Linked DNA regions of Mus musculus: all the other regions are linked to region 1. A link is a contact called in public promoter capture Hi-C data. All regions are on one chromosome and are shown on one strand. Each heading gives the region's core, a stretch centred on a gene start, on an enhancer-like site or on the middle of the called end of the contact. The rest is flanking DNA. Distances are from core to core; before and after follow the strand shown. Region 1 holds the start of Prcp (prolylcarboxypeptidase (angiotensinase C)). Region 2 overlaps Dlg2 (discs large MAGUK scaffold protein 2). Region 3 has its middle 18 kb from the start of Ccdc90b.

Region 1 (5,098 bases), core at 1,022-3,521:
GTATAGAATCCTGTTATCTTGGAGCCGGGTGTGGTGGCACTCACCTTTAATCCCAGAACTCAGGAGGCAGAGGCAGGCAGATTTCTGAGTTCGAGGCCAGCCTGGTCTACAAAGTGAGTTCCAAGAGAGCCAGGGCTATACAGAAAAACCCTGTCTCAAAAAACAACAACAACAACAACAACAACAAAAAACCAAAACAAACAAAACAAAAAAACAACAAAAAAAAATCCTGTTATCTTAACTCACACACATAAAACATAAAGCAAAACAAACCAGAACGGCTTTACAAACTAAGCAATTACTAACGAGTCAGAACATGCCTTAGGTGTGGTGGGATAAAAAGAAGTTTGGGAGGTTGAGAGGGTGGTGCTTTTGAGGAACACACAAGGTAATCTGGGGTTCGGGATAATTCAGTATGTCATGAACAGAGTGTGTGTGTGATATCCTGGGTTTCACCTCCCACACTGAGAGGGTATATGTGTGTGTGTGTGTGTGTGTGTGTGGGGGGTATGACAGGGTCTAGAACTGAAGTTAGAGAGGCAAGCAAGGCCAAAGAGCTTTTAACCTAAGTTACAGATTTTGAACTTAAAAATATCGGGACAAACAGAAGCTTCTAAAACAAGTGGTGAGTATCTAGGTAAAGAATTTTTCACCCATCTGCCTGGTCTTGGAGGCTACTACTGTCACTGCATGCAGCTGTCACAGGTTAGATTATGGTAGTGGCAGTGTTCAGTGGGGAGTTGGATTTGGATCTCAGGTGTGGGTTCGTGAGAGCAGGGAAAATAGAAACCTTTCAATTTCTGGACTGCGTACATTACTCAGTAAAATACTTTCTCTGGGCAGTCAAAGTCATCTGAAAAAAATAAAACAAACCATCTTTGCCAGCACCTAGCACAGTAACCTGCTGACATAGTTTTATGCCCCCGTTGAAAGTCGAGCCCTTTCCTTTCTGGGTTTTTGGGGATCCGCAGCAACAGTAAAGTGCTGATAAACCTTCGCCAAGGAACATGAAAAGTATTGACTTTCCCGTTTAACCTCGTAGCCGGCGTTTACGGCCAGAAGTCCTGAAATCAATCCATACGGAGTGCAAGGTTACAGCGCCTCGTCAGGAGTCTCTCCACCTAGAGCCCCCCAAGAACTCCTTTTTTCAGCGTCTCACCTGAGGCAAAGGACACAGACAAGCCCGGGCAACCGCTCCGCCCTCCGGCCGCTCGGTCCGCCGCTCTCCAAACGCCAGCAATCGAATCTCCCGCGTCCTCTTCCGCCGGAAGGACCGTCTTGACGGACTTTCAGGAGAGCCAATCAGAAAACGCCCTGCAGGGCGTGTCCCCACCCCACCACCCACCCCCGGGCAAGCGACCCTTCTTGTAAAGCTAGGGGTAGCTGTGGGTTTCGAGGGTCGTTCTTCATCGACTGGTGGAGCGGTAGTTCTCTCGGCGAAGTGCGAGGGAAGCCGGGAAGGCTCGAGGCGTGGGAAGGAGTGGCTTCAGACGGACGCCGAGGGCGTGGGAGCGGATGAAAGTTGGCGCCGCGGGCTGGACAGGAGGGGGCGCTGTTGTAGAGGGAGTCGCCATCGCGGAGCATGGATGGATTACCGAGGCTTAGAGAAGGCTTAGTCTGCGCGCAACACCCAGCGGCCACAGGAGGGACGGGTCGTGCGGGCAATGCGGACGATGGGGGTGACCCGAGAACTGAACACCGGTGGGGCTGCTTAGGCGGGAACAACAGAGGCGAAGAGCCCGAACGGCCTACAAGGAAGGGGGCAGAGCGATCTGTGAACCTCGCTCCATTTCCTGCTACTTGAGGGGCCCAGCATCGAGTCCCTGTACTTGTTTCCTCACCTAAGTAGAGGGGAGAGTCCAACTCCGTCTGGAAGGTTGCTGTTCTGGTTGAGTGTGGGTCACGTGTGTGCCGTCATGCCTGGTGACAATAGACTCACTCTCCCTCCCTCCTCCTCCCGCCCCGTGCCATTATAAGGGATTTGCGGAGAGCTGGGGTGTTACGTGGGACTGAGGTTGCGGGGACAGTGTGATGGTGGCAATAAAGGCGGGGATATGGCATAACCTAGGGTAGCGATAGGGCTTGGGGAGCCATAGATAAGGATGGGGCAAAACCCTGCGTAGTAAAGGCCGACGTAGAGTGTGACCTCAGTGGAGGTGGGCGGGGAGAAGGAGGATGGCGAGTGGCAAGTGTGGAGGCAACGCCTTTGGGGCCAGGAGCTGCCTGGTTTTAGGTTTCCCGGGGGAGGAGCTGGTCTGCAGCGGGCGGAGCTACGAGCTGGGCCCGGCTTAGTCTTTGCGCTTCTGCTGGTGGCTCTCTTTCTTTAGTCGCCCACACTGTGGCTGCCATCCCCAGCCATGGGCTGCCGGGCTCTCCTGCTCCTGTCTTTCCTATTACTCGGGGCCGCCACAACCATCCCGCCTAGGCTAAAGACCCTCGGCAGCCCGCATTTGTCAGCCAGTCCCACACCCGACCCTGCTGTAGCCCGTAAATACTCAGTTCTTTACTTCGAACAGAAGGTAAGCAGAGGCTGGGGAGTAAGGGTTCTAGGTCCCACGTCCCAACCGCCCGCCCATACCTTGCTTGGCTGTTGGAGCACCGCCGCCCACTCCAAAATTCAGACTCTGATACTTAGGACTTGACTTGGTTTTAGTTCACATTTTCTGGAGGGTGGTCTTAAGCCTTAATTATTCGAGTGTTTCCCAACAGAGACCATGAGAAATTTATCCCTCCAGTTCTGGAGGTCCAGGATACATATTTTTAACTCTTCATTTTAGGAAATGCCTCAATCTAAACTCTTTGTTTACCTTGGCCAAAACCAGATTATGGAGACTAACCTTTGACCCCATACCTCTCACCTCAAATTCTTAGGTATGGAGGCTAACCTTCACCTTTAGGTCTCTCAACACAAATTCAGATGTACCCATTACATAAGAATGTATCGCTTCACTAAACTGCTTCTCTCAGCTGAAATGTTACCTTTAGAGGCTAAAAGGTCTGTATCCCCATCTGAAGTGAGTGCAAGGATCAGGTCTCTCTGGTCTTGAACTTGAGTTCACAGTTTTAAGACAGGCTTCTCCAATGCCTTTGTATTTGGTGGCAGCATGAGACCATAGGTCATTACCCTATAGGTCTGAATGAAAAGTACCTGTGTCCTCTGAAATGACAAGGCTATATAATTCTATAGTTCTAGGAGTCTCTGAGGCCTGAATGCACAAGGCACTGGGATTAGAAAGAGTACAGTCGTCTGATCTTGGCTTTAGAAGTCACATCAGGATTCTGGCCTCACTCTGTGATCTTGGACAAGTTACAGTTAGTTTCTGAGCCAAGTTTCTTGGCTTACTGCAGAAGGTTGCAGTGATGACTAACTGAAGCAGCTAAGAACCATAAGCCCTAGCAGAGTAGCTGCCCTGAATAGAAGGTTACCGATGGAGGCATGCTTATTGATGGGACGTTTGACTAGGTAGGAATTTGGGAAAGAGGGAAGACATGGGGTTGTAGAACAATTTAGTTTTGAAGTAAAAAAAAAAAAAAAAAGACCTAGAAATTTAAGTTTGGGTTTCAAAAAAAAAAGAAAAACGAAAAGAAAAGAAAGGAAGAAAGCAAGCAAACATTTTAATTTAGCTGAGGTAGCAGAAGTCTTTCTGGAACGGCCCCTTTAATTTCTACAGCGGCTTATTTGTAAGTTGAGAAGTTGGAGGCAGGACCATGGAGTTTTATGCTTTCCCTAGGAAAACCTTTCTGTGGAGCGAGCTATGGCTGTCTAGCTGAAGTGAAGGCTGTGTTAAGAACTCTAGGACTTCCTCTTTTCTGTAGCTCTGCTCTCCGCCCACACTGTAAAACAAAGCCGAACTCATGGCTTTTTCCTATGGAACGACTCTTAATCCTTGTACTGAAACCTCTTTTACACACATATAATTCTTCATAGCATCCAGTTATTAGCAGTAAAGTTAGAGGGGGAAGCTTTAGTACATACGGTCTCTAAAAATCTCCCTGGGAATACTGCTTCCAGAGAATGCAGGGGTAAAGGGTGGAATGATGCTAATTTATTTTCCTCTCTCCTCCCCCCCCCCCCCGCCGTGTGTGTGTGTGTGTGTGTGTGTGTGTGTGTGTGTGTGTGTGTGTTACTCACCAGTGCACATATGAAGGACAGGAGGATGTGAGGTGCCCTGTGCTATCACTCTCTGCCTTATTCCCTTGAATGAGAGACTGGAGAATGTTCTTATTGAACCTGGAAGCCTGGCCTTCACCCATGGCAAGTGTGGGGTTACAGGCAAGTGTGGAGCCATGACTGACTTTTCGTGTGGGTGCTAAGGTCTGAACTCGGGTTCTTAGGTTTGCATGACAGGTGCATTTCCCTCCCGGCCAATTTTCTTTTTCTTTCTTTCTTTCTTTCTTTCTTTCTTTCTTTCTTTTTTTTTTTTTTTTTTTTTTTGTATAGAATAGAGTTTATTTAGGGGTTTATTTATTTATTTATTAAAGGTGTGTGCCACCACCCTCAGCTTACAGAAACTCTGCTAAAGGCAAACATTTCATTGGGGCTGGCTTACAGTTTCAGAGGTTTAGTCCATTATCATCATGGCAGGAAGTATGACAGCCTGCAGGCAGACATGGTGCTGGAGGAGCCAAGAGTTCTACATCTTGATCAACAGGCAGCAGGAGACTATAAGTAGTTGGAGCATATATAACCTCAAAGCCCACCTCCACTGCCACACTTTCTTGAACAAGGCCACACCTCCAATAAGACCATATCTTATTATCTTATATAGTAGTGCCACTCCCTGTGGGCCAAGCATTTATACACATGAGTATATGGGGGCCATACCTGTTCAAATCATCACAGGTAGTATATTTGATTTTACTCAGCAAAACTTTATACTCTAGGATTGTACTGAGTTTATACTTTTAGACATTTTTACTGACATGTTTTATTAATGTGGTGCTGGGAATTAAACCCAGGGCTTTGTGTGTATTAGGCAAGCATCAACTGTGCTATATCTCCATCCTATTTGTATGTTTTTGTGTGTATTTATGTGGTATATGTATATATTTGTGTGGGTATCTGCATGTGTATACGGTTACATATATATGCATATAT
Region 2 (5,098 bases), core at 1,295-3,794, 450 kb before region 1:
AATGGGTCACCAGAGTACCAATTACCCAAGAAATTTTGTGGAAACAAGAAGCCAGTGATGGGAAAGCAAAGGCCCTCAAGAATGGCATGGAGACATGCACTTTTCTCTCTCTTCATTGCCAGCTTCTGATGCACACACAGTGTACATCTTGCACAGGGCCATAACAATCACAGAGAATGACACGATACCCCCTGCCAGCACTACTGCTCTGAATGAAAACCAGTTCCCTCCGTAAGAAGCATACCACAAAACAGTGGACAAATAATTCTCTCATGAAAGAAAAGCTGTGCTTGTCCCGGTTTTCTGAACCACACGCGACACAGAGTGACATCAGATGTGACTTAAGATTCGTGTCCGGAAGATCCCATTCGGGTGATCTGCAGCATGACTGGAAAGAGATTCAGACAGAAGCGTGACGTGTTGCGGTTATTTAGAGGAAACTGTATTTCCCAAAGTGAAGGGATTGTATTCACAGACACGCAGAGCAGAACCTTTCCCTGCACTCATTACTCATCTTGTTTTTCACAACGGAAATCACAGCGTGAGTTCTCTGTCATCCTTGAGCGCTGGAATCACCGTGATGGATGGGGCTGTGCCTTTGAGCTCTGACCAGTGTAGAGGTCAGACTCTGACAACGACCACCTGACACCTGAAGCTTTATCTCACTATCAGGACTCTGGTGATAGTTCCCAAGCCTTCCCTATAAAGTTGGAGTCTGTTGCCACCATTAAGGACCCATGCTACTCTCACTCCAACCTTTTCTCTGTACATTTTTCCACCCATCTTGTGAATGGCAATGGATCTCCAGATCAGAAGATTGGGGCTTTAGTATCAGTCTGGTTTTTTTTTTTTTTCCCATCTAAACTCTGATTTTGTGTAGTTTAATTTAGTTGCAGGGAATCATTCTTTCTCAGAATACACAAAATCCTGAATGGTCCCACACCAGCCCCCTTTTCTCAGACTTAAGGATGCCTCCTAAGCATTTCCAGGGCAAGTGTGGGCATGTGCCATTTAGGAAAGACTTTGAGTCTTATTGTACCTTCAGAATATAGGGTGGCCTAGCAGGGCCAATCCCAACAGCAAGTTCTCTTCAAGGTAGATGTAAAGAATGACTTAGGTTGGCAGTCATTTCTTACCACTACCAAGGCTCCAGTAACATATCATAAGAACTACCTAAGTCAGATGCAGGTATCTAAGCCATCCATGCAGTTACCACCTTTTGTGAAAACAGCTCCCTTTCCCCTGGTGCTGAAGCTATGAAAGAGAGACTAAGTATCACAGACTAAGTATGTCTGGGATGGTCAACCTATAGACTCTCTAGTACAGTATAAAGCAATGAGATTCACTGTCTTTCGGCCTTGGACAAGACAATCTCCCACCCCAAACCTCCTCCAACAGATACTGAATTGTTTTCAACATCCCTAACCTATCCTCACACCAAGGTTGTTCAACACTAAACCTAATACAAATATAGAGCAGAACATCTGGGATTTGCAGCTGAGCTGAGACAACCCCTGAGCAACTAGTTGATCTAGTGCATAAATTTGATTTAAAACTATTGCCAAAGTTGACTCAAGGTCAACCCTGAAGCACAGGACATGCAATGAATCCTAGAAAAGCATTGCTGCCCTTAGTTCCCATCCTGAAGCTTCAAGACAAGTAGCAGTGATCCTAACAGTCTAGGACACATTTCTCGAGTTGGAGCAGAGACCAGGACTGGAAGCAGGGTCTCCCACTTGCTAAGTTCATGCTCTACCCCACAGCTATAGCCTCAGTGTCCTCTGTTTGAATCCAATTTAACTGACCAAAGACACCTTGCTGGTGACTCAGTGTTAGACGAAACCTCTAGCATCCTGTAATAATAGTCTGACAAAGTTTCTATGTCTTAAATGAAATAGACACTTGCTCTTGGACCACATGCTTAGAAAAATAAAATGGGAGATTAATTAAAAGAATCAGAAATTCTAACAAAGTAGCTTGAAAATTATTGGATGGACCCATTCCTAAGTGGCTTTATTCATAATGCTTGGTGTGGAGGCATGGCACTCCGTTTCTAATGTCAGATAAAAAAGCACTCTCTTCATTGCCCCACTGCAGAGGGCTAGCAGCCCATTATCACACAGTTACAACTGTGCGATAACTAGACACCAGAGTTTTATGAAGATGGAGGGAATTTTGAATGGTTCAAGAAGAGAGCACAAGGAAACTTAACCCTCAACTGTGCATTTCCTGCGTTTTGAAGCAGGAACTGTAGCTCTCGGGGTGGCTGGTCATTTGTCAACTGTAATTTTCCTTTCTTTTCTTCTCAGGAGGACAAGAAGATCTCATTCTTTCCTATGAACCTGTCACGAGGCAGGAAAGTAAGTTTCCTGACATGCCCATGTTCCCGATTTCCAGGCTATGACAGGTGACACCAAACTCTGCTTAATACTCAGACACAGGCTCAGCAACTGCTCCCAGGAGGACAGAACAGTCCTGTGGTGGTCTCAATAAGAAGGCACATATTCAAATCACTTACGGACCTAAGCTGGAGGAGTGGCTGGGAAGAGCTCAGGGCAGCTGCTGCCAGCCCAGTTTCCCTAGCAGAGCTCAGAAGCAGGCCACCTGCAGACTGCCTCAGGAGTCTGAGTCTGTCTGTCTGTCTGGAGACATTCATACAGAGGCTGATGGTGACCTATAGAGATGTTACAGAGAAAATGGAAGCATCAGCTGGGGAGTTACACCAAATAGACTAAAATACCTTCTAAAACACAAAAGAATCGGGAAGCCCCTAATGAGTACAGACCCATGAAGTGTCTCTACTGGTAACAATGGCTGAAAACATGGTTGTTTTGTTTTGTCTTTTCTCCTAGGTTCCCTAAATCTAGGTGTTTTGACTCAAAGTTAAAATCTGTAAGAAAGAAAACTCCTAAACCTTTTCATTGGCAGCTGCTGTAGCTGCTTTATTCTCTGTTAGTCAATTCCAGAAAGCAGCAGAGTCAACATGCTGAGGGCTAAACATGCATTTCTGTATGCAGGGCTTTATGGGTAATTTACCCCAGGTTAAGGCCTTAGCGCATCTTAGTTGCTGGCAGTTTGCCATAAAGAATCACTTCTGCAGAAGTGCAGGACTGCATCCGTATTGCAGGGTTTTAAATCTCCCTCCTCACCTGCATTTTCCTTTCTCTGTCTACAGTAAACTACACGCGGCCAGTGATTATCCTGGGCCCCATGAAGGATCGAATCAATGATGACTTGATATCTGAATTTCCTGATAAATTTGGCTCCTGTGTGCCTCGTAAGTATCGCTTTTCTCTTCTGTGGGCTAAAGCTGGAATCCTTGGTGGATGATCAAATATAATCCTGCCCTTTCGAGAAGAATCTCTGGTGTGATTCGCATGTCATCAGTTGCCCATTATCTGAACACTGGACTTGGTGGATCCGCCCAGCTCTTTTCATCTGGGCTGTCACACATAATGTTTTCTGTTGATAAGGACTGACCTCCATCCCCAGAAGATAAGACATCCTGAAAACTCTCCTAACACTTAAAACAAACAACAAGCTATTTATAAGCCTCTGAGTTCTCCTAGATTGGTTGAAATGCCACTGTAGGATCTGTAGGAGTAATAAGAAGCAAAATTGAAATTGAAACCAGACATTGAAATTGTCTCTGAATGACTTAATACAAAGTATCAGTCCTTAAGCCAAGCAGCTTTGCTCTTGTGTGTTTTCACAGTCCCAGGTTATCAAGGATTTTATATATTATATATTTATACTATATTATATAGTATATATTAATATTGTGTATAATATATAATATATATCATCGTTAGGTGGGAAGGGCTAAGGGAAAGCTTGTTCGAAGCATCTGCCCAGCTGAGCTGCCACAGAGAACTAAATGAGAGGAACGTAAACCTTATTACATTTCCCCCTGTGCCCTGCACACACGTTCCGATTTCTTTTTCCATTTTTCTTTCATCAATTGCACAGTTCTATAGTAATAAATACATATTGATTATTTATGACAGAATTTATATTACTTATATGACAGAATTTTTTAAAAAGTTAGCCAAGAAGCTGAAAAATATACATAATCCCACTTAATACCCAGAAATAAAATCATTCTTCTTTCCAGTACATTTTCATGTATTTAAATCTTTAAATCTAAGATGTTATATAATGACTAAAAGTAATTATATTCACAAAAAAATGTATAGACCTTTTAAATGTCCTTTCCTTTTTAATATAGTGGGCTAGAATAAAATATAATTATGTGTTATAAATCACTATAGTGATATATTTATTTACCTTTTGATCAATTTTAAGATAAATATTTAGAAAAACTGATTTGAAGGTTGGGTATATATTCTTTTTAAAGCTATATAGCAAGTTAGAGAAATGACTGAAGGAGCTGACAGGGCTTGCCACCCCATAGGAAGAACAACAATATCAACCAACCAGACACCCCAGAGCTCCCAGGGACTAAACCACCAACCAAGAAGTACCCATAGTGGGAGCCATGGCTCCAGATGCATATGTAGCAGAGGATGGCTTTGTCGGGCATAAATGGGAGGAGAGGGCATTGGTCTTTCAAAGACTCAATGCCCCAGTGTAGGGGAATTTGAGGGCAGGGAGGCAGGAGTGGGTGGGTGCATGGGGGAACACCCTCATAGAAGCAGGGGGAGGGGAGAAGGGATAGGGAGTTTCTGGGGGGGAATCTGGGAAACATTTGAAATGTAAATAAAGAAAATGTCCAATAAAAAAAGAAGCAATATAACTATTTCCCCTTTATCTTAACAAAATATTAACATGAAATTGTTAGATTTGCAGGCTTTTAGTCCCACCTGAACTATGATTCTCTTAGTCTACATAAATGTAAGCCCCTAAACATATTCATAATTACATGTCACATTTTCTTGTGTCTTTCATAATCTAATTTGTTCTGTGTACTGTAGTGTTATATATTTTGAGGCAGTGGTTATTTGAAAACAGGATCTCACTATGTGCTCTCTGCTGGTCTGGAACTCACGACCTTCTTGCTTCTGAATCCTTCAGAGTGATAGAGTCACACGAGTGTAGGTTCACCCTTGGGTGTGGTGCTGTCCTGCTGAGAGTCTGG
Region 3 (5,098 bases), core at 1,904-4,403, 330 kb before region 1:
GGAGTGGGGGGGGAGGGTGTGGGAGACTTTTGGAATAGCATTGGAAATGTAATTGAGGAAAATATGTAATAAAAAAATACCCTTCCAAGACTCTGTACTGGGGGAAGAGATCAGACTCTGAAACTCCAGATCTATCTTTCCCACTTCTTGACAGAACTTTTTGGAAGTTGAAAACAACTACTCAAGAGTAAGTAATCCAGATTCTGGCAAAGAAAAACTATACACAGAAAGGAACAGTAGTAATTACCTAAGCCAACCTTGTTTTCTCTCTGGAACTTGATTAGAGAACAATACGAGAATCTAATATTTAAGAGAGAAAGCTCAAGAGTGCCATGCTGGTTATTCTTCACTTGCTCTCACTCTCATTAGCGACCCATTCTCCATTCTTCTCTGCCCTGACATCACTCGTGGTTAGTCTCTGTGAGGCACCACTATGGACCATTACTCTCTGGCTTCTGCCTAGGTTCACAGTAATGAACAGAACAACTAGCAAAAGGCTGAAGATGAAAGAAAGAAATGCCTTGGAACTTATTTCTTCCACATGTCCCACCTCTCCTTCTTACACTCATTTTGGCAACATTGCCCTTCCTCTATAGCTGCCATTATTCTCAGGCAAAGCTTACACAGCTCCGACTTCTATCCAGGCTCCAAGGGCACCATTTCCACAGGCCCACCAATAATAACACCTGCAGGCATTGCCAGTGTCTCTGCCCAAACTTTTGCAAATTGTCTTCTCATCAAAAAGTTGCTTTAAAAAACCCCAGATGAGGGGTTGAGGAGATGGCTCACTAGTTAAGAGCACATATTGCTCTTGCACAGAACCCAGGACCAGTTCCCAGTACCCATCATCCATAATGCCAGCTCTATGAGATCCAACCCCCATCTCCTGACCTTCACAGGCACCAGACATACATGTGGCACATACATATATACATATATACATATATACATACAGTAAAACACTTGCACACAAAATAAAATAATCTATAAAATTTCCAGCTAAGGAATGCAACTGTGGCCTAAACTGATCCAAAAATAAAGAGACAAGGAAAACTCAGCTTATGGTATAGCAAAGTCTTACCACTGAGGCGCTAGATTCACCAGGTCTCCTTATTTAAACTCTACATTACTGATAGCCCCTCTACCACAAAGTAGTACCTTATCTTTTCATTTTCCCTAGACTCCAGGACTGAGCTTACTACATATATGTTTTCCTTATGTTCACATGTCTATTCAATAAGTGCTACATTGTACATTGGGCCTGATAGCACATACTTGTAATCATACATTCTTGAGATTAAGCAGGAGGAGAGTGAGTTTGAGGCCAACCTGTCTTAGTTAGGGTTTTACTGCTGTCAACAGACACCATACCCAAGGTAAGTCTTATATAGGACAACATGTAATTGGGGCTGGCTTACAGGTTGAGAGGTTCAGTCCATTATCATCAAGGTGGGAGCATGGCAGCTTCTAGACAGGCATGGTGCAGGCAGAACTGAGCGTTCTACTTCTTCATCTGAAGGCTGCTAGTGGAAGACTGACTTCCAGGCAGCTGGAACTAGGGTATTAAAGCTCACTCCCACAGTGACACAACTATTCCAACAAGGCCACACCTACTCCAACAGGGCCACAGCTTCTAATAGTACCACTCCTATACTCTAAGCTGCATCACAAGACTCTTTCTTTCTTCCATTTTATCTCATTCTCTTGTTTCCACACCACCTCCTATGGCTGGAAGGTTGACAGGTAGGCACTTACTATTGGTGCTTACTATTGGCCTTCAGAGCTGACACAAATTATGAGAAGGCCACTTCATTGCAGCCTCCATGAGTACTTGTATCCATCAAAAGCAAGAGAAGAACACTCTCTGGACATGGACTCGGCTGTCAACCCAGAGACTCTCCAGAATTACCAAGCAGGAAAAATAAATGGAGTAGAAAAATTATTTATCCCTTTATAAAGGACCTCTCTTACACCCGTTCCTTTGTGACTGACGCAGTACCCTCAACTGATTTTCCTCCTGCGAGGAGAACTTTCCCATCTTATGTCTTCCAGAGAGGATTCCCAGCTCAGAGTCACATTTTTCCCACAGGCTTAAATACCTGACAAGTTGACTAAGCTTTTGAGAGAACCAAACTCCTATGATTCTTTTGTGTCCTGATTTCATTAACATTTTTAAACTCTGCTGTTACTAAATTTTTCTATTCTTGCACCTGTTCGCATATTTTATCTGGAAGGCAACCTGCCACTGAGCATTGACCTGGAAAATGAGAACCCAAAACTAAAAAATAAACTAAGAATCTGGATAAAGCTAAAAATAACTTCAATCACTATTAAGAGATATTCCATCATTTCAGGAGGACTAGCTAACTTCCCAGTTCTTTCTAACTTTAAGAATCTTTCAAAGGCCCTGAGTACTGGTGCATACCTTTAATTCTAGCACTTGGGGGGCTAAGGAAGGTGGGTCTCTGTGAATTCAAGGCCATCCTGGTCTACCTTTCAAATTCCAGGACAAATAGGGCTCATGTATCCCTATTTGATCTCTGTATCAGAGAGAGAGAGAGAGAGAGAGAGAGAGAGAGAGAGAGAGAGAGAGAGAGTTTTTTTTTTTTGCTTAAATGATAAAATTTCATTCTTGGTCCACTTTCAGTTCACCACTGAATGGTGTTCTTCTGTCTCCCAGTGATGGAGGTTGAAGGTACCACTTGTCTCCTTGAAATGTCATCCTCTCCTAGTCTCTGAAGCAAGTTGCCCTGAGACAAGAATATCATTTTCCTTCTAACCATCCCTGTGTTGTTTTGAGGGACTACTAGTTACCCCATGGGCAGGGACTCCTGGTTCGGGCTCTAGGCAGCACAGTTTCTCCAGGAACTATTGCTGTGTAAGAAAGAGTGAGTTTCCCAATATCTCCCCTAGAGACTTCCTGCAGCTTAACTGTGGCACACACTGGAAAACAGCTTATCCAGGCTACTCTACTGCGTCGGGTAAGACAACAACAGTAGAAGCACAACTTCCCAAACCTCCTGGAACATAAACTGAGTGTGATCTAGTTCCTCTAGTCAAATGTGATGGCTTGAGACTTACGTTCAGAGCTGAGTTGGATGGAGAAAGAGACACAGTGTGAGCCATCACATATTTCACATAAATTGGAATTGAGCTGACTTGGTTCCAGAGCAGAGCAGAGCAGCCGCTTCCTGACTGGGTGAAAGCTTAAATGCTGCAGTGTGATTCTGGGTAATGATTCCTGGAAGCTCAGATTAAGTTCTGCGTCTTTGTTGCTTCCAGCAATTCTGTGGTCCATAAATGCTTTTTCTCAAACTTCCCACTGAGGCAAGTGGAACAGATTCTGCCATTTCTGAGTACACTCTCTAAATGATGCCGCACAGTCTCTCCTATGCTCCCGTCTTGCACATTCCAAAATTAGTCCTACAACTGGTAACTCCTTTATGCTTTCTTGTGGCTCGGTTTACCCAAGCTCTATTGTGAACTTGTTCTGCTTCAGATCCTGGGCTGGAACCTGGGCTATTGTCTTTTCCCTTTTAGAGAAACAATAAATTGTGTAGTCACTATTAATCAGAGATAGCTAATCTAATTTTATATAGGAGATGCTTGTGTCTCTAGGGGGCTTAGAGGGAAGATACACATGTTGAGGATGAATACTTGAAAGGCATTTTTCATATTTGTTCTATGTTGTCCACTGAGCACTACTCTGTGCATCTTCTAATTCATGAATCAAGAGTGACAAATGTCCTTAGAGGTGATGGACTTTAATCTACCATGAACCAGAAACATTGCAAATCATAATCAGCCTGTCTTCCATAAAGATTACAAAACACACAAGTTTTCCATTGACTTTACCTGTGTCTTCAAATAGATGCTGTCATTCCTGGCTTACAAAATGCTACCTACAGGCAACTGTTGGGAATGAGAATGCTGTTTATCAAGGGAATTGTGGAGTTAGCAGCATTCCAGCTTTATCTCTCATTCAGCTCTCCATCCAGAGCTTCATGAATATCTGACCTCCCTCATGTCTCTGACATGGCCTCCCTTACTCTGATACTCCATACTGCTCTCCTGCCTTGTTAATATCCTGCCTATCCACCATGGCCCAGCTAAAATGCTACCTGTACTACAAATCTTCAATCACTATAAGTGAAAGCAATTCATTCCACATCTCTACAGTATACTATTGGCATTTACAGATGTCTATGTTATTCACTTTGACCACTTGCAAACCACCCTGGACATCCAGACCATGAACTAACTTGAGTTTTTATTGGCGCAGACTGTGATTCACAGCTACTGTAAGGAGAATGTCAATGATCTAACCAAATGGTGAGGCGTGGTAAAATGAAGTCCCCAGGAAAGAAGATGGTGGATCATGCCCCTGTTCCCACCTCCATCTTCACTCTATCTTATGAAAAAGAAAAGAATAAGCTGGGTGTGGTGGCGCACACCTTTAATGCCAGCACTTGGGAGGCAGAGGCAGGTGGATTTCTGGGTTCGAGGCCAGCCTGGTCTACAGAGTGAGTTCCAGGATAGCCAGGATCACACAGAGAAACCCTGTCTCAAAAAACAAAAAAACAAACAAAAAAGAAAAAGAAAGAAAGAAAAGAAAAGAGTAGTCATGCATTCATTCTAGTTCCTCAACTTCATCTGAAGGGTCTAGGGGCATCAGAAGGTGGGAGTCATAAAAATAATATAAGCAGAAAAGAAGGATGTAGAGACAATAACCAAGAACTAAGAAAGCAAGACTGGAGCAGGGTTAGCTATACTCAGGCTCCACTTGTCAATTAAAAGTTGATGGTCAATGACCAGAGAACTGATTAGGCCCCCAAGGGTCAGCCATCCTTATTTCCATACTTCTTTATACATGCACTTATCCAGCCTGATTAGTCACAATATTTCCCTTATGTTTATTTGTTTCTTACTTCAATGTGTGTGATATGATGCTATATAGGACACTCAAATGCAGAGGTCCCAAAGGTCTCAGCAGTTGCTTTAAAAAAAAATGTAGCTACCCACTAGGATCCACTAGCATGCCTCTCCTTGCAGCATCACCCTGGAACCCTAAAGTTCTACCTTCTCTCTTCTAAATGGC

Evidence for each region. Promoter capture Hi-C pulls out the DNA fragments that hold promoters and counts their contacts.
Region 2: a contact with region 1 is called in a promoter capture Hi-C map of pre-B cells, with 2.3 times the contacts expected there. The contact joins the enhancer-like site here to the promoter of Prcp in region 1. A contact is called at or near these places in 5 of 39 promoter capture datasets (the C10 cell line, hematopoietic stem and progenitor cells, hippocampal neurons and 2 more), 1 of 15 datasets of contacts at CTCF or cohesin (large pre-B cells), 2 of 484 Hi-C or Micro-C datasets (muscle stem cells and olfactory sensory neurons) and 1 of 9 other capture datasets (liver).
Region 3: a contact with region 1 is called in a promoter capture Hi-C map of 3T3-L1-derived adipocytes, with 3 times the contacts expected there. The contact joins the enhancer-like site here to the promoter of Prcp in region 1. A contact is called at or near these places in 15 of 39 promoter capture datasets (the 3T3-L1 cell line, 3T3-L1-derived adipocytes, the C10 cell line and 10 more), 1 of 15 datasets of contacts at CTCF or cohesin (large pre-B cells), 11 of 115 datasets of contacts at active chromatin or transcription factors (DN3 thymocytes, differentiating embryonic stem cells, embryonic basal ganglia and 7 more) and 2 of 9 other capture datasets (adipose tissue and liver).

The regions. Positions count from the first base shown.
Region 1 is chr7:92,872,982-92,878,079 of GRCm38.p6, forward strand. Prcp (prolylcarboxypeptidase (angiotensinase C)) reads left to right here and starts at 2,272. Exons shown (of 9, transcript NM_028243.3): 1 at 2,272-2,519. The coding sequence starts at 2,358. Ddias (DNA damage-induced apoptosis suppressor) reads right to left here and starts at 1,266. Exons shown (of 6, transcript NM_001355126.1): 1 at 1,160-1,266. It overlaps Gm40448 (a long non-coding RNA gene), which reads left to right and starts at 4,407. Exons shown (of 2, transcript XR_869796.3): 1 at 4,407-5,098.
Region 2 is chr7:92,425,382-92,430,479 of GRCm38.p6, forward strand. It overlaps Dlg2 (discs large MAGUK scaffold protein 2), which reads left to right. Exons shown (of 23, transcript NM_011807.3): 18 at 2,310-2,360; 19 at 3,176-3,277. Among named protein-coding and RNA genes, the nearest start is that of Ccdc90b, 130 kb to the right of the region's middle. Within about 2 kb of position 2,545, at least 7 of the 459 cell types and tissues checked have an H3K27ac peak or open chromatin away from gene starts, as enhancers often do. A contact at or near this core is called in pre-B cells, where this site is marked.
Region 3 is chr7:92,540,233-92,545,330 of GRCm38.p6, forward strand. No RefSeq gene overlaps it. Among named protein-coding and RNA genes, the nearest start is that of Ccdc90b, 18 kb to the right of the region's middle. Within about 2 kb of position 3,154, at least 3 of the 459 cell types and tissues checked have an H3K27ac peak or open chromatin away from gene starts, as enhancers often do. A contact at or near this core is called in 3T3-L1-derived adipocytes, where this site is marked.